7 separate regions of the Mus musculus genome follow, and regions 1, 2, 3, 4, 6 and 7 are each linked to region 5. Evidence: chromatin contacts called from public ChIA-PET, HiChIP or PLAC-seq and promoter capture Hi-C data. All regions are on one chromosome and are shown on one strand. The core of a region is the stretch at or near the end of the contact, and the rest is flanking DNA. Distances in the headings are between cores, read along the strand shown.

What was found. Promoter capture Hi-C pulls out the DNA fragments that hold promoters and counts their contacts. ChIA-PET counts read pairs in DNA pulled down with a chosen protein or histone mark. HiChIP or PLAC-seq counts read pairs in DNA pulled down with a chosen protein or histone mark. Capture Hi-C pulls out chosen DNA fragments and counts their contacts.
Region 1: a FOXA1 HiChIP or PLAC-seq map of pancreatic cancer cells shows a contact between it and region 5. The contact joins the promoter of Arl4d here to the promoter of Dhx58 in region 5. A contact is called at or near these places in 2 of 115 datasets of contacts at active chromatin or transcription factors (memory CD8 T cells and pancreatic cancer cells).
Region 2: an RNA polymerase II ChIA-PET map of memory CD8 T cells shows a contact between it and region 5, with 49 read pairs. The contact joins the promoter of Becn1 here to the promoter of Dhx58 in region 5. A contact is called at or near these places in 6 of 39 promoter capture datasets (the SN4741 cell line, hippocampal neurons, liver and 2 more), 4 of 115 datasets of contacts at active chromatin or transcription factors (bone marrow-derived macrophages, memory CD8 T cells, microglia and 1 more) and 2 of 9 other capture datasets (adipose tissue and liver).
Region 3: a contact with region 5 is called in a promoter capture Hi-C map of adipose tissue, with 2.3 times the contacts expected there. The contact joins the promoter of Rnd2 here to the promoter of Dhx58 in region 5. A contact is called at or near these places in 3 of 39 promoter capture datasets (erythroid cells and liver), 1 of 115 datasets of contacts at active chromatin or transcription factors (large pre-B cells) and 2 of 9 other capture datasets (adipose tissue and liver).
Region 4: a contact with region 5 is called in a promoter capture Hi-C map of pre-B cells, with 2.6 times the contacts expected there. The contact joins the promoter of Aoc2 here to the promoter of Dhx58 in region 5. A contact is called at or near these places in 3 of 39 promoter capture datasets (the SN4741 cell line, liver and pre-B cells), 2 of 115 datasets of contacts at active chromatin or transcription factors (bone marrow-derived macrophages and microglia) and 1 of 9 other capture datasets (liver).
Region 6: an RNA polymerase II ChIA-PET map of memory CD8 T cells shows a contact between it and region 5, with 26 read pairs. The contact joins the promoter of Brca1 here to the promoter of Dhx58 in region 5. A contact is called at or near these places in 4 of 39 promoter capture datasets (liver, neutrophils and pre-B cells), 1 of 484 Hi-C or Micro-C datasets (embryonic stem cells), 1 of 115 datasets of contacts at active chromatin or transcription factors (memory CD8 T cells) and 1 of 9 other capture datasets (liver).
Region 7: a contact with region 5 is called in a FOXA1 HiChIP or PLAC-seq map of pancreatic cancer cells. The contact joins the promoter of Aarsd1 here to the promoter of Dhx58 in region 5. A contact is called at or near these places in 2 of 39 promoter capture datasets (embryonic stem cells and liver) and 1 of 115 datasets of contacts at active chromatin or transcription factors (pancreatic cancer cells).

What each region holds. Positions count from the first base shown.
Region 1 is chr11:101,664,189-101,667,409 of GRCm38.p6, forward strand. Arl4d (ADP-ribosylation factor-like 4D) reads left to right here and starts at 1,353. Exons shown (of 2, transcript NM_025404.3): 1 at 1,353-1,449; 2 at 2,360-3,221. The coding sequence starts at 2,462. The coding sequence ends at 3,067.
Region 2 is chr11:101,300,521-101,303,625 of GRCm38.p6, forward strand. It overlaps Becn1 (beclin 1, autophagy related), which reads right to left and starts at 1,766. Exons shown (of 12, transcript NM_019584.4): 1 at 1,612-1,766; 2 at 1,208-1,336. The coding sequence starts at 1,334.
Region 3 is chr11:101,466,656-101,469,452 of GRCm38.p6, forward strand. It overlaps Rnd2 (Rho family GTPase 2), which reads left to right and starts at 1,520. Exons shown (of 5, transcript NM_009708.2): 1 at 1,520-1,784; 2 at 2,278-2,365. The coding sequence starts at 1,683.
Region 4 is chr11:101,323,462-101,326,474 of GRCm38.p6, forward strand. It overlaps Aoc2 (amine oxidase, copper containing 2 (retina-specific)), which reads left to right and starts at 1,602. Exons shown (of 4, transcript NM_178932.1): 1 at 1,602-3,013. The coding sequence starts at 1,632. It overlaps Psme3 (proteaseome (prosome, macropain) activator subunit 3 (PA28 gamma, Ki)), which reads left to right. Exons shown (of 11, transcript NM_011192.4): 11 at 1-76.
Region 5 is chr11:100,702,770-100,705,947 of GRCm38.p6, forward strand. Dhx58 (DEXH (Asp-Glu-X-His) box polypeptide 58) reads right to left here and starts at 1,502. Exons shown (of 13, transcript NM_030150.2): 1 at 1,402-1,502; 2 at 1,132-1,300; 3 at 725-926; 4 at 310-500. The coding sequence starts at 1,299. Kat2a (K(lysine) acetyltransferase 2A) reads right to left here. Exons shown (of 18, transcript NM_001038010.2): 16 at 2,992-3,055; 17 at 2,807-2,891; 18 at 1,977-2,662. The coding sequence ends at 2,469.
Region 6 is chr11:101,550,421-101,553,205 of GRCm38.p6, forward strand. Brca1 (breast cancer 1, early onset) reads right to left here and starts at 1,535. Exons shown (of 23, transcript NM_009764.3): 1 at 1,349-1,535. Nbr1 (NBR1, autophagy cargo receptor) reads left to right here and starts at 2,234. Exons shown (of 24, transcript NM_008676.3): 1 at 2,234-2,535.
Region 7 is chr11:101,415,603-101,418,842 of GRCm38.p6, forward strand. Aarsd1 (alanyl-tRNA synthetase domain containing 1) reads right to left here and starts at 1,831. Exons shown (of 12, transcript NM_144829.1): 1 at 1,748-1,831; 2 at 1,501-1,632. The coding sequence starts at 1,786. Ptges3l (prostaglandin E synthase 3 like) reads right to left here. Exons shown (of 7, transcript NM_001357574.1): 7 at 3,212-3,240.

The DNA of each region.
Region 1 (3,221 bases), core at 103-2,602, 960 kb after region 5:
GTGAGCATCCTGGCACTGAATTCAGACAGATCTTGCTCAGCCACATATGACCTAAATGTGATCATAACTAAGTCTTTTATCCATCTGCAGCTTTCTGTACCTGTAAGAAACAGACAACAGTCCCTAACATGCTACTGTGAGGTAATGGGGTCCTCCATGCTCTATATGCAGGAAGCTGAGGCCCAAAGATTGTTAGGATGTCCAGGATAGCCTGAGCTACATAATGAGATTCCTATCTCAAAACACACACACAAAAAAACCAAATATAGCTGGATATGATGGCTCATGCCTTTAATCCTTTTTTTTCCTTTTTTTTTCCCGAGATGGTTTCTCTGTGTGGCCCTGGCTGTACTGGAACTCACTCTGTAGATCAGGATGGCCTCGAACACAGAAATCTGCCTGCCACTGCCTCCCAAGATTAAAGGCATGCACTACCACTGCCTGGTTTCATGCCTTTAATCTTAAAGGCAGAGGCAGGTGGATTATTTTGTGTATGAGGCCACCCTAGTCTACATAGTGAGTTCCAGGATAGCTAGGGTTATATAGAAAGACCCTGTCTCAAAAAATACTCCCCCCACCCCCTTATCCCTTGAAGCAATGGCTCAGTGGTTAAGAGCACTTATTACTCTTCCAGCGGACCCAGGTTCGGTTCCCAGCACCCATATGAGGCAGTCACCACTGTCTCTAATTCTGGTTCCAGGAGATCTGACATTTCCTACTGAACACATGGGCATATACTGACCCACTGGCTTAACTGACACTGAGCACTGCTGCCCTTGCAGAGGTCCTGAATCCATTTCCCAGCAACCACATGGTGGCTCACAACCATCTGTAAGGGGATCCGATGCCCTCTTCTGGTGTGTCAGCGTCCCCGTACTCCTATATACATTAAATGGGCTTAGTATTATGAATCAGCTGTATCAGAGCTCCAGGTAAATACTGCTTTGCAAACTAGATGAAGACAGTGACTTGAATGAGTACTACTGAATGAGGTAAGATACGAAAACATGTCAGAATCTCTTCGAGCAGATCTTTAGGTGGAAGGAAAGTATGGGGGGGGGGCAGCCGGATTGAGGGCAAGTGGATGGGGTAGTGTCATTATTAGACATTCCGTTCCATGCTCTCGTCAGGCGCAGCCACGCCTGTTCCTTTAGTCTGTCCCACCTCCCAGCCCTAATGAGTTCCAGGCTCTGTTCCAAATACTGAATAAGGTAGAAAAGATTAAAATAAAGCGGTTCCGGATAGAACGAGCTCTCCATTTCCAGGCTGGGGCTGCAGAGGCTGGCTCAGTCCCCGCCTCCGGGACGCTGATTGGGCCGCGTCGTGTGACGTCACGAGAGGGTTTTTAACGAGGAACCGGAGCAGCGGCACTGCAAAGTCCGCTGTGGCTGAGACGCGACGAGTCGGTGTCTGGTTGGCGTGGCTCGCGGAGAGTGCGGCTGGCTGAAGGTAAAGGAGGGTGTCTGGACCATGCAAAGGCGCCGGCTTGCGGGGCTTAGGGGAGCGGGCGTCGACCGCTGGCTGGAGAGTTGCAGGGCCGTGTGGTGGTGGTCAAAGCGCCCGCAGGGGCGTGCCACCGTTGTGGGTATGCGGTGCTTGTGGGAGCCCGACCCACATCGGTGCTCTTACTTTGGGCACACTGCCCGACCGCCTCCTTCATGCGAGATTTCTCCTCTGGGGAGTGGAGAGCACAGCTTCTGCTTTCTCTCAATCTCGGAGAGGGGTGCAGGGAAACGACCTTACTTCGGATCTTGCCTGCAAGATCCGCACCCTCGAAGATCCTAGTGCCCGAGAGTTTCTCTGACCTCAGGGCCTCTCCTAGGAGTCCCTGGGACAGGAGCACGCCTTGTTACACCTGTAGCTACTTTTTTTATTTTTTATTTTTAAGAAGAGGGGAAGGAGAAAGGCATTGGAGATGGTTTAAAAGCGCCTACCCTAAAACATGAGGACCCTAATTGGTTCCTGAGACCCACATACTCTTGTAAGTTGTCCTGACTTTAACACTCAAGCTGTGAGTGGCTTACACACACGCACAAAATATTTTTTCTTTACTTTGGAAAAAGAGGCACTTAAAAATCTTTTTTTTTTTCTTTTTTGTTTTTCTAGACAGGGTTTCTCTGTGTAGCCCTGGCTGTCCTGGAACTCACTCTGTAGACCAGGCTGGCCTCGAACTCAGAAATCCACCTGCCTCTGCCTCCCAAGTGCTGGGATTAAAGGTGTGCTCCACCACTGCTGGGGCAAACCTTGTTTTAATAAAAGGAATATTTAGAAGGGTAGGGTGCAGGTTTAGGGGAAGGACCCAAAAGTTGCAAATTCGTTTATTCTAAACCTTTCTCGTTTCTTTTTTGGCCTTGTTTAGACACCCCAGCTTGTGCTACCTGCCGTTTTAAGGTCTCCTCTTCTTGGCCTCTGCTGGAGTCCCAGACCTACTCCTGAGGTCCACCCTGCACCCTAGCTCACCATGGGGAACCACTTGACTGAAATGGCCCCTACAGCCTCGTCCTTTCTGCCGCACTTCCAGGCCCTGCATGTCGTCGTCATTGGGTTGGATTCCGCGGGGAAGACTTCCCTTCTTTACCGTCTCAAGTTCAAGGAGTTTGTCCAGAGCGTCCCCACCAAGGGCTTTAATACTGAGAAGATCCGCGTGCCCCTGGGGGGTTCCCGTGGGATCACTTTCCAAGTGTGGGATGTTGGGGGTCAGGAGAAGCTTCGGCCACTGTGGCGCTCCTACACCCGCCGGACAGATGGACTGGTGTTTGTGGTGGACTCTGCAGAGACTGAGAGGTTAGAGGAAGCCAGAATGGAGTTACACCGGATCAGCAAGGCTTCCGACAACCAGGGGGTGCCAGTGCTGGTGCTGGCCAACAAGCAGGACCAACCGGGGGCACTGAGTGCAGCCGAGGTGGAGAAGAGGCTGGCGGTCCGAGAGCTGGCAGCTGCCACGCTCACCCATGTGCAGGGCTGCAGTGCTGTGGACGGGCTGGGCCTGCAGCCAGGCCTGGAACATTTGTATGAAATGATCCTGAAGAGGAAGAAGGCACCTCGGTCGAGCAAGAAGAGACGGTGACCCGAAGCTGCCCCTACCCTACCTGCTAGGGGGTCAGTACACATTATAGTCAGGCAGGGCCCGTGACCTCTCAGCCAGCCTGGGTGCTGGATCTGTCCACCGCAAAGGACTGAAGGAGCATAGGTGGCCCTGTGCGCCGCAGGGGGGAGGGAAG
Region 2 (3,105 bases), core at 516-3,015, 600 kb after region 5:
TCCCCAAAAGCCAGCAGGGACGATTAGAAATGTTTCAACCACAAGGAAACAAACAAACAAACAAAACGTTAGAAGAGACAAATGTGCCAACCCTGATTTGAACATCATTACATGTGTATTCAAACATCAAGTGGCACCCCCTAAATATATCAGGTTTTAAAATGTATGAACACTAGTTTAGAAACATGTAAAGCCGGGCATGGTAGCACACAGACCTCCTTTATTCCAACACTTGGGAGATGAAAGCTTTCAACACACAACATTAACCTTTAAAAATGAAAAATAAGCCAGGTGTGGTGGCGCACACCTTTAAGCCCCAGGACTCTGAAGGCAGAGGCAGGACAATCTAGCCAGGCAAGGGCTAGAGTGAAACTCTGTCTATACCAACAGCAAGAACAATGAAAATAATTTTTTTTTAAGGAGAAGAAAAATAAAGAGCTGGGCAGATCACTCAATAGCTTAGAGCACCTGTTGCTCCTGTAAAGGACCTAGGTTCGAGTCCTAGCCCTCACACGGTGGCTCACAACCACCTGTTAACTCCAGTTCAGGGATCTGACGCCCTCTTCTGGCCTCTCCCGGCATCAGGCATTCTCGTCATGGACAGATGTACATGTAAGCAAACCACCTATACACATAACTAATACTAATTATGAATAAAAATGAATCAAGGTCTAGGGAGCTATATACAACAAAGCCAAGGTTTCCATGCTAATGCCAGGCCCATGAACGTGTTTAAACTCGCTAATCACCTCTCTCACTCTCTTCTTCAGGCTTCAAGGCTCTCCTACACTTCACTGGACCTCAGGTAAGTATGCTCACTGATGGCTCTAACCTCAACTCGTCACCTGTAAGAGGATGCACCATGGCACTTCTCCTGTCCTTTTTATTTTTGGAAACAGGGTCTCATTCAATAGCGCAGGCTGGCCTGGAACTTGAGGCAGCTCCGGCGTCAGCCTCCTGAGTTGCTGCAGTTATAGATGTGAGCCACCAAGCCTGGTTTCCACGGGGACTGTTACAGGACACCTGATTGATACACTGGTAAATCTTCAAGAAATTCTGTTATATGTGAATACTCCTTCACTCTGGAGACACTGTCAGAGGTCTATTCCTGACGAGAAAACCGAAAGCCAGAGACCGCCACCTCAATGTCCCTAAAGTTGCCCACTTCCCTCCTTCTTGACCACCCCTTTCCTCGGATCCTGCTGACCTGTGAGTTCCTGGATGGTGACCCGGTCCAGGATCTTGAAGCTCGTGTCCAGTTTCAGAGGCTGGCTACAGCGCTGGCACACGAAGCTCACCTGCATGGTGCTGCTGGACGCCTTAGACCCCTCCATGCCTGCGACAGCGGAGAAAAGACGACGTTAAGAAGAATCGGCTCCTTTGAACCTCGGGCCCGAGGCTACCCGCTGCCTTGGTGGTGGAGGTGAAGAGGAAAATCCCGGTCCGCGCCGTTCCCTCTGGGAGTGGGATGACACCAAGAGGACCCGCTTCCGGGGCAGAGCCCAGCTAAGGCAGTCTAGTCTCCCGAGCGGGGAAACGGGGCACCAGAGTGGCCGCCAGGGACTCTAGGCTTCTTCCTAAGGTCTCACTTCAGGCCCCGACGCTCCTCACCTCAGGAGCCCGGAGCCCGCCACCCAGGCTCGTTCTACCGCGGGGGCACGGTGGCCTCGGGTCCGCCCCGGAGCGAGACCTCCAGAGTTCCCATCGCCCGGTCTTCAGCTACTTCCCGGTCGGCTAGCTGAAGACTTCCGCCCAGGACCAGAAGTGACGTCACGACGGGAGCTGACGCAAGGACCCCTGCTCCAGATCCCTGTTTACCCGGCTCGGAGCGCCATCCAAAGGCCGAGCGGGGAAGTGCAGCAGTGCCGACAGGTGGGCCGAAGCTGCCCACACTCTTCTGATTTAGACGGTCCACTCAAGATTTGTTACTTCCAAGTGGAGCCACTTCTATATTCCTTAGGGATCAGGGTGTTGTTTGTTTGTTTGTTTGTTTGTTTGTTTGTTTGTTTGAGACAGGGTTTCTCTGTGTAGCCCTGGTTGACCTGGAACTCGCCCTGTAGACCAAGCTGGCATCCACTTCACAGAGATCCACTTGCCTCAGCCTCCTAAGGGCTGTGATTAAAAGCGTGCACCACCACCTTCCGGCATGTGTGAGCTTTTAAAGTGTATTTTTGGGAGAGTCAAATTGTCTAAACCCTTCTGAGGGAGTGCGTTTGGCAGGATGGTAAATTTTATTGTTATATGTATGTATGTATGTGTATGTGTGTATGTATGTATATATGTTTGTATATGTGTATATAATAAAATGCAAATACATTAAAGGTGATAGTTATATGTATGTATATATGTGTATGTGTGTATTATGTATGTATATAACAAAATGTAAATAAATAAAAAGGTGACAGTGGAGACTGGAGAGATGGCTCAGCAGTTAAAAGCACCAACCGCACTTCCAGATGACCTGGATTAAATCAAATCCATCCACCCACATGGCAGCTCATAACTGTCTGTAACTCCAAGAACTGACACCACTATCACCACTTTCACACAGTCATCCATGTATGCAAAACACCAATGCATTTGTGGTGTGTGTGTGTGTGTGTGTGTGTGTGTGTGTGTGTGAGAGAGAGAGAGAGAGAGAGAGCTGGCTCCTGTGAGTATGTGTGTATCTGGAATCATATCCAAGGCCTCTCATATACTAAGCAAGTACTCCACCAATGAACTGTATGTCCAGCCCTACTTTGTAAGTTTAACATATGTGGGCTGCCAAGATGGCTCAACCTGTAAAAGTGTGTGCACCAAACGTGAGAGAGACCCTAAGGTCAATTCCTAAGGATCGGAGTAGGAGGAGATGAAGTTGACCTCCAAAGGAATTCCAGGGTATGGACTGCCCTCCACCACCACTAAGGATAATAAAAATAATTGAATGTTTTCCATGTTGCTCCAGTTTTGTTAATTAACATTCTCATTGCTGCAATACATCACAGCAGAAACGCACAGATTACAGTGAATTTCTTTATTGATGGAAACTTCCATTGCTTCCAATTTGGGTGGATACAATAATATCACAATGAGGAATTGACTTTGTCCTAGAACAGAACCTTA
Region 3 (2,797 bases), core at 270-2,769, 760 kb after region 5:
CAGGCTGGCCTCGAACTCAGAAATCCGCCTGCCTCTGCCTCCCAAGTGCTGGGATAAAAGGTGTGCTCCACCACGCCCGGCTTACTCACTATGTTCTTGCAGTGGCAAACTACAAGCATGAGAACCTCTAAGACAGGGTCTCACCATGTAGCCAGGTCTGGCCTGGAGCCTAGAAGGTGCCATGAATACAAGGCTGGCTCTGCCTCCGGAGTTCTGTGGTTAAAATGACATGTGCCACCACCTCCCTTTTCTTTCACACTCTCTTTTCCTTTTGTTGGAATTGAGGATAGAACCCAGAGCCTCATGAATGTAGCTCTACTCCCGAGTTACATCTCTAACTTAAACTTAACAGTTTTGGGTGTTAATGCTGTGTGTCTGTTTACTTTTTGTAAAACAGCGATGAGATTGTGTGCTTTAGTTACCTTTACACGGTTATTCAAAACGAGATAACATTAAAATGAACATCTTCGACTTAAAGAAGAGTTTTGTTTGTTTTGAGACAGGATTTCTCTATTTAGACCTGGTTGACCTGGAACTCATTATATAGACTAGAGTGGCCTCAAACTCAGGGAGATCTGCCTGCTTCTGCCTCATGAGTGCTAAGACTGAAGGCGTGCAGCACCATGCCCGGCTAAAGAAGGATTTTTTTCACTTATGTATGCATGTATGTATGTATGTGTATTTATTTGTTCATTCATTCATTCATTCATTCACTTTACATCCCGATCACAGCCCTCCAAGCCCCTTTCTCCATCCTCTTCTAGGCAAAAGATGTCATGCAAATGGCGGTTTGCTTATTGCTAGTCTGAGATGAGGCTGAAATTGGCTTTGGGGCTTAGCTCTGGCCCAGCTTAGCTGTCAAAGGATTCTAGCTTCCTTAGCCTTCCCTTTGCTCTTTCTACCAAAACATCCACCAGAGGACGCAAAAGCTCCCCTAAAACTTTCCACTCAGTACTTGGCTAGAGGAACTTAGTCCATGCTTCTAGGTTGGTCACAGGCCTAGATCCCGCCACCCGTCGTTATGGAGATAGAAAGCTATGATGTCACTAATGTAGGGTGGGAGTGCTAAGGTCCGTACTTCCATTTCCCTAAGCTCTGTCTGGACCCGAGAGTGGAGGAGGGAGACAAAAATCAAAAATCCTCCCTTTCCTAACATCTCACGCCCCCCTGTGTTCGGGAAATAGATTGCTGCCGCCGCGCGTGTCCGCCGCACTAGCACACCTGCGTGCACGCGTGGGCACACAGAAGGCTCAGGCCTTGCGCCCGTGTATGGAGCTTCGCAGCTGACCCTTCAGAACTTCGCCCTCGGTCAGCCCAGCCTCCATGCCCGAGGAACTCAAATAAACGGGGCTCGCTGGCCACAAACCCTCAGGCGCTCCTGGGGTCACAGCTGCGCGCTAGAGTCTAACTCGGGTCCCCCTCCCCTCCTCCCAGGCCCCGCCCCGTCCCGAACCCCGCCCCTCGGCTGTGCGGGTGGGAGGCGGGGCCAGAGGTGCGGCCCGCGGGCTAGGGGCGGGGCGGAGGGGGCCCGCAGCCCCGGGCGGGGGCTCGGCGCGGGCCCGCGAGATGCCGGTGTCGGCGGCCCGAGAGGCTGCAGCTGCAGCGGCGGGGGAGGAGGCGGCAGAAGCGGCGGCTGTGCCCGGGAGGGGGGCGGCGTGGGGGGCCGGCGCGTAGCCGGGACCATGGAGGGGCAGAGTGGCCGCTGCAAGATCGTAGTGGTGGGGGACGCGGAGTGCGGCAAGACAGCGTTGCTGCAGGTGTTCGCCAAGGACGCCTACCCCGGGGTGAGGAATTGGCGTCTGGAGAGAGGGGCACCGAGGCTGCGGGGAGTGGGTTATAGGGGCCCCGGGGGCCGCTGGAAACCGGTACCAGGGTAACCAGGGAGGAGAGAAAGAGGCTCAGAGGAAGGGAAGGAGGCGTTGGGGGGTCTGAAAGGACTGCAGAGGATTGGAGTGGAAGGAATCAAGGAACGCGGTGAAATGGATGGGGCTTAGGAGCATCAGAGGATCCGGAAGGGCGCTCCGGGAGAATGACTGAGGTCCCGGGCATCCGAGAGAGAAAAAACTAGGGGCTAAAGGGACCCGGGAAGGGGGGTTATCTGAGAGTCTAGCTAGGAGGTGGAGGCAGTAGCTCCCCGGATCTTCCCTTAGCCCAGCCTCAGACCAACTTCTGTCTAGGGACTGAGCTGGACCGGGTGTCGAGGGAGGAGGGCAGTTGTCAGGGTGAGTGAGTACTGGAGAGCAGCTCTCTCTCATTTTGACCCATCCGTGTCTGCAGAGTTATGTCCCCACGGTGTTTGAGAACTACACTGCCAGCTTCGAGATCGACAAGCGCCGCATTGAGCTCAACATGTGGGATACTTCAGGTAGCCAAGTCCCTCGGGGTCACCCTGACGGCGGCCAAGGTCCCTTCCTCTAGCCCCTCCCTTGGCCAGAACCTGAGATTCCAGGTCAGCTCAGACATCCATCCAGTTTTAGAGCAGAACATCAGTTTCTCTTTTGAGCCAGGGAAACTGAGGCAGAGTTTCTTAGGCCTGACAGAAACCACGTAGGAAGTCTAATATCGGCCCTGCAGCTGGGTTCTGCTTACCCAAGGAACTTGGAAAGAAATGATTTATTTTGGAACATGTTTCTTAGGAAATAGGACTGGGTTTAGGAAAGCTATTTAGAATTACTGGGGTGGGGGAAGGTGGTGGAAAGTAGTTTTTTTTTTTTTTTTTTTTCTTCCTCTAGACTGAACTAGAGTCCCAGGAGAACAGGAGCACTGGCTCCCTGTCCTTGCTCCAACCTCATGGGAA
Region 4 (3,013 bases), core at 352-2,851, 620 kb after region 5:
TTGTAATGTAAAATTCTTTTACCATGTCAAGAAATTATTAAAAATACAGGTACTTTGACCTCTTTCTAAAGCTGCAGACCCTGGTGCTGTACTCTGGTGACTGAGGGACATAAGGGTCACACATGAGCATTCAGACACCCATCTTCACAGACACTCTGGCTAGCCTGTCGTGTGTGAACTTACTAGTTGAACCTTCATTCCTCTTCACAGTGCAAGAACTAATGGGAGGTGGTTCCTGCTGTGTGTTGACGCTCAATTGTGTGAAAGCTGCCTGTCTTCACCAGATTCCAGGTCCTTCCTGGTGATACCCTGAGCTGCCAGCAGAGGCTGCTGTGGTTATGTGTGGGACCAGCAGCTCGGGCTGACCCTGTCGATCCAGTCCTTTTCCTCCATACCAGCTTGCCTCTACATACATACATACATTCATACATACATACTTACTTCATACATACTTTTTTGAGGGAACTCCTGGTATTGGTTTATACTGACCCACAGTGCTCATAAGAGGCTTACATCCCTCTAAAATAACATGTCCTCACTTCCCTCCTGACAGTGAGACTCTTCATTGTCTATAGAGGTTTAAGGTCCCAGTAGGGGAGGGGCATCTACTCTATTCTATCCCAGAGTTTAGAGCCACTAGCTACCTGCTCTGCCTGCCTGCCTCCCTCCCTCCCTCCAGGGTTACTAAGCACTTGCTGTGTAAGGCTACATTTTAATCAAAAGCACTCCACAGAATACTTTTATGCTTTTTATATATTTATTCGGTTTTTTTGTTTGTTTTTTAAAGACCCTTCTCTGTGTAGCCTTGGCTGTCCTAGGACCGCTCTAAAGACCAGGCTGGCCTCAAACTCAACAGATCGGCTTGTCTCCTGAGTGCTGGGATTGAAGGCATATAGTACCTCTCCCTGGCTATGCTTTTTATTTTTTAAGGCAGGGTATCACCTAGGTTGACCTATAATTCACTCATGTAGCTTAGTTGAACTCTCAGCACTCCTCTTGAGTGTTGGTATTATCAGTATAAATGACCATGCCTCATGCGCCTTCATAGGGAAGAAATTCAGGATATGTAGCCCCTTTAAGGCTACATAACTTGGACTGGATCATTGTATAGACCTAAACACAGCTCAACCTCAACCAGTCGTCTCTCTGACTGGATAGAGTAAGGCCTGGGTCTCCCAAGTCAGGCACTCATTAGGTCCCAGGTAGAGCTGACTGCTCATTGCTGAGTTGGGCGGTGGGTCTGGGAACTGGGAATGTAATTCTGCTAAGAGGTGTTTTGTTAGTACTTGTGTGTTAGACAGGGAAAGGAAGGAGTGTGTATCGAAACTGCCTTCTCAGGTAGTTCAGCTCCATTACCCACCCCATCCCTCTCACCTGTTCTAAATGATGACACGTAGTAGTTAGTGACCATTGGCAGTCAAAGTTTAGGGACAGGAGCAAGCTATGTAATGTCTTGAGCCAGAGCACAAGACAGAAAATTGGAACAGAACTACATAAAGCACGATCAGAGATTTCCTGTCCAGCCCACAGGGTGGAGTTTAGTCCATTCCTCTCCATCATCCTGAATATAAGCCTGCCACAATGTCAGACACCGATGAGCTCTCAGGACGGGGGGAGCTTCAGTGCCAGCCATGAATCTCAAGGTGCTGCTGCTGCTTCTGGGGCTGTCTTTCCTCACTGTCTTTGCTCTGGTCTATGTCCTGCTGACCAGGCAAGGCAGTTTCAGCCAGTCTCCTCGATGCCCTTCCATACCTCCCAGAATTCATCCCTGGACACACCCTAGCCAGAGCCAGCTGTTTGCAGACCTGACCCCAGAGGAGCTGACAGCTGTGATGAGCTTCCTGACCAAGCACCTGGGGCCGGGGCTGGTGGATGCAGCCCAGGCTCGACCCTCGGACAACTGTGTCTTCTCAGTAGAGTTGCAGCTGCCTGCCAAGGCTGCAGCCCTGGCCCACCTGGACAGAGGGGGGCCCCCACCTGTGCGAGAGGCACTAGCCATCATCTTCTTTGGTGGACAACCCAAGCCCAACGTGAGTGAGCTGGTGGTGGGGCCCCTGCCTCACCCCTCCTACATGCGGGATGTGACTGTGGAGCGCCACGGCGGCCCCCTGCCCTATTATCGGCGCCCCATGCAGAAAACTGAGTTTGTTCAGATATGGAGGCATTTGAAAGAAGTGGAGCTACCAAAGGCACCCACCTTTCTGGCTTCTGTCTTGAACTACAATGGCTCCACCTTGGCACCTTTGCATTCTACTGCTAGTGGTTTCCATGCAGGCGATCGAGCTACCTGGATAGCCCTCTACCATAACATCTCAGGTCTTGGAGTGTTCCTTCACCCTGTGGGGCTGGAGCTACTGTTGGACCACGGGGCCCTGGACCCTGCCGACTGGGTAGTCCAACAGGTCTTCTACCTTGGGCATTACTATGCAGACTTGGCCCAGTTGGAATGGGAGTTTAAAGTTGGCCGCCTAGAAGTGATTCGGGTCCCTCTACCCACACCAGGTGGAGCTTCCTCCTTGAGGCCTAGAGTCACTCCAGACCCTCCTCTTCCCCCTCTTCAGTTCTCACTTCAGGGTCCCCAGTATAACATACAGGGAAACTCAGTGACATCTCCCCTCTGGACATTTACCTTTGGTCATGGGGTGTTCAGTGGCTTAAGAATTTTTGATATTCGGTTCAAGGGTGAGCGTGTGGCTTATGAAGTCAGTGTCCAGGAGTGTCTGACAGTTTATGGTGCTGATTCCCCCAAAACAATGACGATCCGGTACTTGGACAGCAGCTATGGGCTTGGTCTCAACAGCCGAGCTTTGGTTCGGGGGGTGGATTGCCCCTATCAAGCCACAATGGTGGACATCCATGTACTGGTGGGCACGGGGTCAGTCCAGCTGCTTCCAGGGGCTGTGTGTGTATTTGAGGAGGCCCAGGGACTGCCCCTTCGAAGGCATCATAATGGCATCGGGGGTCATTTCTATGGTGGTTTGGCCAGCTCAAGCCTTGTGGTCAGGTCGGTGTC
Region 5 (3,178 bases), core at 252-2,751:
AGCTTCCAGTTTATAGCACGAACGAACTCCGAAAATAATTAAAATTAGTTCTATGACAGAGTAGTGGGGATGGCCAGGGGAGACTGTGACAATGACAGGGCTGTTCACTGAATGGTGAAAACGAATCTGATGGAGGTTCAAAAGCAAGGGCATTTCCAGGCAAAAGGAATAGTAAGTTCAAAGGGTCCCACAAGCCTCATATGCTCAAGGTAGCGGAAGAGACGAGCATAGCCATAGTATGAAGAGTATATTTGGTAGGACTGGGAGGCAAGACAAGCAAAGATCTATGGTGGGAGGGGCTCAGCTGACCTGTAGGATGTGATCAATGGCCCCTTGGAGCTTGGTGGCCCCTCCAGTGCCTGGGGAGGCTGTGAGACCCAGGACCTGGGGGAGGGGCTCTGCCTTCTTCAGCTTCTGTTCTAGGTACCGGCTCAAGATGGTGTTGTAGACGGTGTCCTTGTGGGTGTGGTGACACTCGTCCACCACAATCAGCGAGAATTCTGGGGGCACATGAGAGACAGTGGACGGCTGCTGCTGCTGCTTCTTTCTCATAGCACTTTTGTGAAGCCCTCATTTTTCTCTGAAGTTTTCCTCTTCCCTTCCCTACTTTGGGCTGGGTCCCAGACAGGGAGCAGGTAGGAATGAAAGCGAGGCTGGGCTAGAGGAAGGAGGCTTGCTTGCCCAGGAGCACGTCCTGTGAGCAGGTCACGGCTTTCCCCCTCACCTCTGAGCTCTACGTGTTCATCCTCCTCAGAGCTGTTGAGTGCCAACTGTAACAACTCTGCCGTACAGATGAGCAGGTCGTGGCTCCGAGCCATCAGGCCAAAGCCAGCTCGGGATCCCATGTCCCCACTCAGGGTTGTTACAGTCCAGTGTTTATCCAGCATGCGCCTGAACTCCTCGGCGTGCTGGCTCACCAGGTGTACCTAGGAGTGAAGAGTAATGAAGAGAACTTGGATTGGGGTGGGGGGTGGAAAATGGCAGTTGTTGGGAGTTGGGGTGGGGGAAGGTGGGAGGAGCAAGATGTCAGGACCCAGCCATCTCCTGAACCAAGGAGAGGAGACCTGGCAGAGCGGTCGTCTAGAAGAGATGAGCTAAGAGACCCCACTTTGGGAAGGGCAGACCACTCACCCTATTGACCAGTACCACCACCTTGCCTCTGTCTACCGTCTCTAGATGCCTCTTGGCTACAAAGGCAGCTGCCCGGGTCTTCCCAGCACCCGTGGGCAGCCATATAATGATATTCTTGCCCTCCAGAGCAGGTAAGATCACTTCCCACTGGTAGGGTCGCAGCTCCATTCTGGAATGGCAGAGAGATCAGAACACGTACTGTCCCCTTCCTCCCAGCCAGCCCAGTAAGCTTCAGAGGCTGTTCTTAGCCAAGAACTCGTAGATAACTACCTGGAGCCTGCACTGGCCAGGATTAGGATGGGGTTTGGAAATGAATAGCAGCAGACTAGGCTGGTCTCTGCGGAGGTTTCTGGAGCTCTAGAAATGAAACTGAAACAAGGGGAGGAGCCAGCCAGAGCTGGAGCCCAACCCAGCCATCAAAAAAAAAAAAAAAAAAAAAAAAAAATTGAAGACTGGCAAGGGAGATGCTGACAGTCACTGCTCCTGGGTTCCCTATTTCCTCATCTGTTTTCAGTTGGCAGTAACCCTGTCCATCTGGGCTGAGCTTAAGGCCTGGAGGGGCTGACCTTGGCTGCCTGTTTCCTGGACCAGGAGTCAGGAAATAGGCAGGCATTAAGGACAAGCTCTTGCTCTCCCTTTGCAGGGGAGACAGGCTGGAAGTTATTGAAGCAGAGGAGGTGAGGGACGGCAGTCAGCCAGGTCCATCACCCCACTATATATTGCAGGGGTCAGTGGCACCAGTGTAGCCTGAAGTTAGGCTTTCAGGTTAGAAGAGTCAGGACTCGAGAAGCAAAGGTCAGCCTGCTAAGTCTAAAGCCGGACCCCCCCCCCAAAAAACAATCACACAGGGGAAAAAAAAAGCTTTATTGTTCCCTCCGAGGGATTAATGCCAAGGAATGAATGGTCCTCCTGCCCCCAATCCTGGAGGGACAGATAGACAACAGTGTAGGATAAGCCAAGGCCCCTCATGGTTCCTCCAGTCTGGGCTGTTTCCATGTGAAGGCTACTCACTGAATAGTCCTGGCCCTGGGAAACAGGCATGGGGACCAGGCTCAGGATGCTCAGCCTGCATGGCTCTATAAGGACCAACAGTTCATGCCCTGGCCACCAGACATTCTACAACGGGCTGGCCCCAGACCAGACGTCTCCCCAAGGTGGGATGCAAGGAAGGTGGAAAGAGAGCTGCTGGCTTGGGAGTGAGTGCCTGCTGGCCAGAAAGTCTGTAAGATCTGGGGTCCCTGGCTGGAGTTTCTCCAGCTGAGTCCGGGAGAGGGGGCCGGGAGCCCCCAAACGGATCTGAGGAGATGGAGGTGGATGTTGCGGATCCCAGCTGGGGGCTACTTGTCGATGAGCCCTCCCTCTTTGAGCTTGAAGTAGAAGAACTTCTCCAGGGCACTGGCGCAGCGACAGTATTCGCTGTCTGGGGGATTGTACTCCCGGCAGTTGGCGATGACCCGCTGCAGGTCAGCTACGAAGAGCTTCCGGGTCACATAGTAGCGACTGCGCAACCGTTCTGTCATGGTCTTCAGGTCTGGGTCACGAGAGAGAAGGCACATGACTTTAAGAGGTGAAGGGCTGTAACTGGGGCTGCCCACCATGGTACATGCAGACAGGAGTCAGGCTACCCTGTCAAGACTGGGGGCTTAGGCTGGGGAGTGAGTACAAGGGTCCTCACCAATGGGGAAACGGATAACCTCGTAGTAGTCAGGAGCCTCTGACTTCTTCACAGGTTCCATGAAGGGCCAGGCACTGGGGTGTGACTAGAGAGAAGAGAGGAGCTGAGGACAGGCCCAGTGTTCACCGCCCAACCGAAGACCGCCACCCACTTCAGTTACCGACAAGAAGACCTTGGCCTCCCACCTTGATCTGAGCCAGCAGGTTTTTGAGGGTCGTATATAGCTGATCAGGATCCTTAAGCTCCTTGCTGGAAATGACAGATACCGAGGCTGAGGTCTGGGTCCTTCTTGCCCTACTACACAAACACACACACACACAAACACGCACGCACACACGCCTCCATTCCTGTGGTCACTCCCCCTTGACTGAA
Region 6 (2,785 bases), core at 285-2,784, 850 kb after region 5:
CAGCCAGGGCTATATAGAAAAACCCTGTCTCAAAACAAAACAAACAAACACCAATAAATCAACAGATAAATAAAATTCTTAGCAGTTGCTCTTTGTAGCTAGCAATCTAAATTCTCTACTCTTTGATATGAAAGCCTTCCTTGGGTCACTTCCTTTCTTCAAGGAAAAAAAAAAAAGCTAAAATGGAGTGACTGGACAGAAGTGATATATATATGAACTTTCCCCAGAGTCTGGTGTTCTTTTTCTTGCTTAGAATCAAAACCAGTGGTGTCATACCTATAGTTTCAGGGACTGGAGAAGTTGAAGGAGGAGGATGGCTTGGACTCAGAAGTTCAGCAGTCTTTTTGGGCTAGTTTGGGGAGGCCAAAAGATCAGATATGGTTGTTTCAACCTGTACTTTCAGCATTCAGGAAGTACAGGCAGGAGGATAGAGTTCAAGGTCACCTAGAGCTACACAACCCAATTACAGAAGGCCCTGTCTCACAAACTCTAAAACTAGCTGAGAATGGTAGTGGATATCTTTGACCCCCTCCTCCCCAGAGACAGGGGCAGGTGGAGGAGTGTTTAAGACCAGCCTGTTCTATTATACACAGCTCCAAGCCAGCCAGAGCTAATATAAATGAGACTAGACTCTGTCTCAAAACTAATCAACTACCCAGCATTCAGGAGGCAGAGGCAGGTGGATCTCTGTGAATTCGAGGCCAGCCTGGTCTATAGAGCTAGTTCCAGGACAGCCAAGGCTACACAAAAGCCAAAACCAAACCAAACCAAACCACCAACATAAACGCTAACCAACCAAACAAAAAAGAAGCACACATATTATTTTAAAAGTCGCCAAAAGGAACACTTAAAAACTGCTAAAGCGTCTCCACCCTACCTCTTCTGGATGTTTCCCTGTTAAGGCTCTCTTTAAACACGTCTTCTCTGCCAACAGCATTCATTACTATTGCCATTCCCTTATGTACTTCCCTTCTAGAACCTTCTGTGAAATGTACTCGGGTCTAGTTCTTCAGGAGTTTCCCTCCACAAACTCCGTTTTTCCCCCCTCTTCCCTGCCACACTTCTGCCCGCCTTTCCTCTCATCCTTTAGCCCGCATCCGTATACAACCTTCAAGATACGATTACAGCCAGAACTCCCCCTCGTAGATCCTTTGCCCTCTTCCTCACAGCTGCCCCCGGGAATGCACAAACTGCACCCTTCCCAAGAGTCCTGTTTGAAAACGTCTGGGACCCTTTGGTTCCGCCCCAGGTACTTTCCTAATCAGTAAACACCCGTCTCCACCAGCAGCTTCCTGCCTTTCATATGAGTATTCCGGGGTACCCTTTCTGTTCCTCAGGGCTGTCTCACCTTTTCTCCGAGAAAAAAGATCCGTACTTCCAAGCGCCGAGGACGGAGAAGCCCCAAGAGAGGTGCTGGATCCTCTGGCTGCACGGGCAGCGGCCGCGCAGCCGCAATTACAATCTATCTAAAATTCCCGCGCTCTCCGTCGCCAAGGAAACCGGCCGCTTGGCGCCTAGCGCTAGCCTTTCGGAACACAAGATCCAGACACGTCAGCGGAAGGGAAGGGAGGAGCGAGTTGGGGGGGGGGGGTGCTGAAACTGTTTCTGGGTTTGCGATTGGCTACCTAGTCTTTTTTTTTCCTGTATGTCGTCACTAGAAAGAGACGGAAGAGAAAGAATTTCGAGGTTTCTCTTAGGCAGCCCCTTCGCATCTACGCCTGCTTATTACGTCACAGTAGTTCTGTACAAAGGGTGGGAATCGCTCCCTGAGGCCGGAATATGAGCGCAAGGTAGTGCCCAAAGCAGTTGCAAAACGAGGTCTCATCCCTCCCTCAGCCTTCCTGCCATGGAAGTCTCCAGTTTCGGTAAATAAGAGACTTGTGTAAGAAGAACTACCAATTCCAGCATGCATTGCGGAACGAAAGGCCTTCTCCACAGCATCTCTTGGAAAGTGTAGTCTTACGGGAAAAGAGCTTCTCACACCGGAAGCAGGCACGAGTACCACAGGAACCCAGTCGGTACAGCGGAGACCTCCTCGCAGTTATGCGTCTTAGCTGCTATGAATCGCAGCGTTCTGTGTTCGTGTTTTGTGCACAGAAAATAGACTAAAAGGAGCTGTGGGTTCCAGGAAGACTACAATTCCCGTCCAGCCCCGCGATTCTCGGGTAACTAGTCCGCCAATGTCAGTGACCTGGGAAAAGCAGAGGGTGGCCAATCGGCTTGGGAAAGGGAAATCCAACCAGCTGACTTCTGCGCGCTAGTTCCGCCCCTCGGCCTGGGTGTTTGTTATTGTTATGCGGTTCAGAGAGCTTCTGTCCCTCCCTTGCCAACGCAGCACTGACCAATCGGTAGAGAGGTTATTTTGAGGGGCAGATAGAAAGAGCCAATCATCTTGTGGAAAACTCCGGGAAACATGGGACTAGGCCCGGTCTCTGTCCGCCATGTTAGATTCACCCCGCAGGGATAGCAGGCGAGCTGGCCGCGAACGGTCCTTGCACTGGCCACTGGCAAGCGCCCCCCGTGGGCGGAAAGCTGGTAAGGAAGCTACCACTGTTACCTAGAAGTAGGGGCACGCCGTTCTTAGAGTGCTCGGGGAAGTTCAAGGGGAAAATCTTGCAAAGAGGAGTGACTTTCCGTGTTCAGGGGCAGCCAGTCTTTTCAGTGACCAGATGAGGGAGTCGCTTGGGTTGTCATCGATAGTGGGGGGTGGATACTGCCTGAGGGAGACAGTTCATGGCTTAGAAGGGCCAGTTTCTGCTAAGAAAAGGTCTCGATCCCCCCCAGA
Region 7 (3,240 bases), core at 581-3,080, 710 kb after region 5:
GTGCAAAGCTACAATGTACTTACTTAACAATAATAAAATCTTTGGGCCAGAGCCTGAGCCAACAGGGGGTCCTAAATTCAATACCCAACAACCACATGAAGGCTCACAGCCATATGTTCAACCATAGTGTACTCATATACATAAAATAAATAAATATTTAAAAAAAACAAAAAACAAAAGAAACAAAAAAAGATCCTTTCTCAAAAAAAAAAAAAAAACAGATAACTGTATTATAAAAAAAATTAAAAATAAGAAATAAATAAGAAAGCGCAGGGCAGTGGTGGCGCACGCCTTTAATCTCAGCACTCGGGAGGCAGAGGCAGGCAGATTTCTGAGTTCGAGGCCAGCCTGGTCTACAGAGTAAGTTCTAGGACAGCCAAAGTATACAGAGAAACCCTGTCTCGAAAAAAACAAAACAAAAAAGCAAAAACTGAAGCTTGGCTGGGCGAGGTGGTGCATGCCTTTAATCCCAGCACTTGGGAGGCAGAGGCAGGCGGATTTCTGAGTTCAAGGCCAGCCTGGTCTACAAAGTGAGTTCCAGGACAGCCAGGGCTACACAGAGAAACCCTGTCTCAAAAAAAGAAAAAAAAAAAAAAAAGAAAAAAACAACTGAGGCTTTCCCCTGGTCTACCAAATTCTTCCTTGCCTCCGATCTTGCACAGCTTGCTGGTTTCCTGAATGGAGTCTATACCTTCCTAGACCCTCCAAGGCCCTCTGTTCCGAAGCTCTGTTCCAAATCACTGTTCCAAAGCTCTCTAGCTTGTCCTCAACATGCACAAGCTCCAGCACTATCCCACCGCTTTGTTTACAGTTAGGAAGATTCTTTCAGGCTTCACTGTCCTTGTCTATGCCATCAACCTGGCTGCTAAGAAACTCTCCCAGAGCCCCCACTCTGGGTGGCACTCTCTTCTTCTTCTTTTTTTTTTTTTTGTAAACTGTAGCTAGGCTCTCCATCAAAGCACTCAAAAGGTCTGCTCTGAAAGGCACCGCCCCTCTTCTGAATTCTGGGAGGAGCATCTTAGTGCCTGTAAAATGCTTCGTGTAGATTTCCATCTCAGGGCCTTTGCACAGCTCTTCTACCTGAACTATTTCTTTTGCCCCAGAACCACTAAATAGCTACATTGGCTCATCCCTTCCCTTCACAGACAACTACCAAGCTGTCCAGAAGGCTCTCTACAGAAGAGAGCATCCCACCACTCTTTCCCTTTACCCAGCTTATTTCTAGGGACATTATCATTACTTATACCTGGCATACCGGGCTGTCTGCAACAAGCACTCCACGTGTATTTGGAGGTACTGTCTTGTTCAGTCTCTCTTCAGCGCCTGGAATATGACACACTGCCTGTGTCTTACCTACATAAGCATATGCTGAATGAATAATGCATTGAACTAACGCCCCTGGATTTACTGAGGCTGAGAAAGGGCGAACGCATTTTTCTGCAGGAGCGAACTGGAATGTGGGTTCCGGGGAGGGGGTCCGGCTGAGGCTGCTCCTAATACCTGTCCCCCGCCCTCGGGGAAAAGCAGCGTGTCTTCCAGAACCACATGGAATCCGCTCAACACTTCTTTCTTGCCGCCGCTCGCGTCCGTCTGCAGCTCGGCGGGACTACAGGAGACCACGGTGGTGGTGAACTGCGCAGGGAGAGGGGTGCGAGCATTATCCCTCTTACGCCGAGACTGGAGCCTGCAGCCACCCTCCCTCCCGATGCCCCCCTCGGTCTCAGGACCCTCGCCCACCGGTCCGCACCTCCCGTGCGTAGCTGTCGCGCTGACACAGGAACGCCATCGCGGTCTCCTAGGCCGGAGAGACCCGCGCGCGCAGAAAAGCCGGGCGGCGGACGGAGAGCGATGTGGGACAAATTTTCTTAAGCGTTACCGCGCTCGGCACGAAGGGGTATAGTGTGCCCAAATTTACTAAAACTGCCAACTGTAGGTGTTCTATGCTGTTTTGCCACCGTTTTGAGTCTGGAAGACCACAAAACTAAATACACAACTGGAGCTAAGACGTTCTTCAGCTCTTGGGGCCTTGTGATTTGGCCAGCAGAGGCCCTGTGGCATAAAGGTGGAAATGAGAGGGGCTGGACATACACAAGACACATATGTTAATATTTTACTTAAAACCAATACCCATAATATTTCATCATGTAACTTTTTTAAACTGAAGGGAAGAAATTTAACTCAGAAACCTATGATTTATGATAATTTCTATTTTTGGATGGTGGTGGTGTTTTGAGAGAGGGTTTCACTGTGTAACGTCCTGGCTGTCTTGGAACTTGCATTGTAGACCAAGCTGGCCTCGAACTTAAAGATATCCTCCTGCCTCTACCTTCAAAGTGCTGGGATTGAAGGCATTCATCACGACTGCCCAGCAATAATAGGCTAAGTGGATTTTTTTAAAAGATTTATTTTTATTTTATGTATATGAGTACACTGTAGCTGTACTCATGAGCCTTCATGTGGTTGTTGGGAGTTGATTTTTTGGTTTTTTGTTTTTTTTGGTTTTTTGAGACAGGGTTTCTCTGTATAGCCCTGGCTGTCCTGACTCACTCTGTAGACCAGGCTGGCCTCGAACTCAGAAATCCGCCTGCCTCTGCCTCCCAAGTGCTGGGATTAAAGGCCTATGTCACCACTGCCTGGTGGGAGTTGAATTTTTAGGACCTCTGCGCACTCAGCTTAACCCTATAAATAAGTAGACTGTAGTTGTCTTCAGACACTCCAGAAGAGGACATCAGATCTCATTAGAAATGATTGTGAGCCACCATGTGGTTGCTGGAATTTGAACTCAAGACCTTTGGAAAAGCAGTCAGTGTTCTTCTTAGCCGCTGAACCATCTCGCCAGCCCCGATAATTTGGATTTTTTTTTTTTTTTTTTTTGGTTTTTCGAGACAGGGCGTGTGTGCCACCACGCCCGGCGATAATTTGGATTTTTTAAATATTATTTTTACTTATGTGTACACCAAGTTACAGGTGGTTGTGAGCCACCTGGTATGGGCACTGAGGACCAAACTCTCATTTTCTAAAAACAAACAAACAAACAAACAAACAAAACACTTCACACTCTGGTACAGGAAGCTAAAGGGCCAGGCGTGACAGGGACCTCTGTGGGTGAGCGGTCTCTGTAACACCTTCCCACTGCAAAGTGGCCACAAGCTCTGCAGAGAGAAGGGGCTTTCCACAGAGAGGGGAGAATACAGGAAGGGAAGGGAAGGATCATTCCTAGAATTTATTATAATCTCTTTC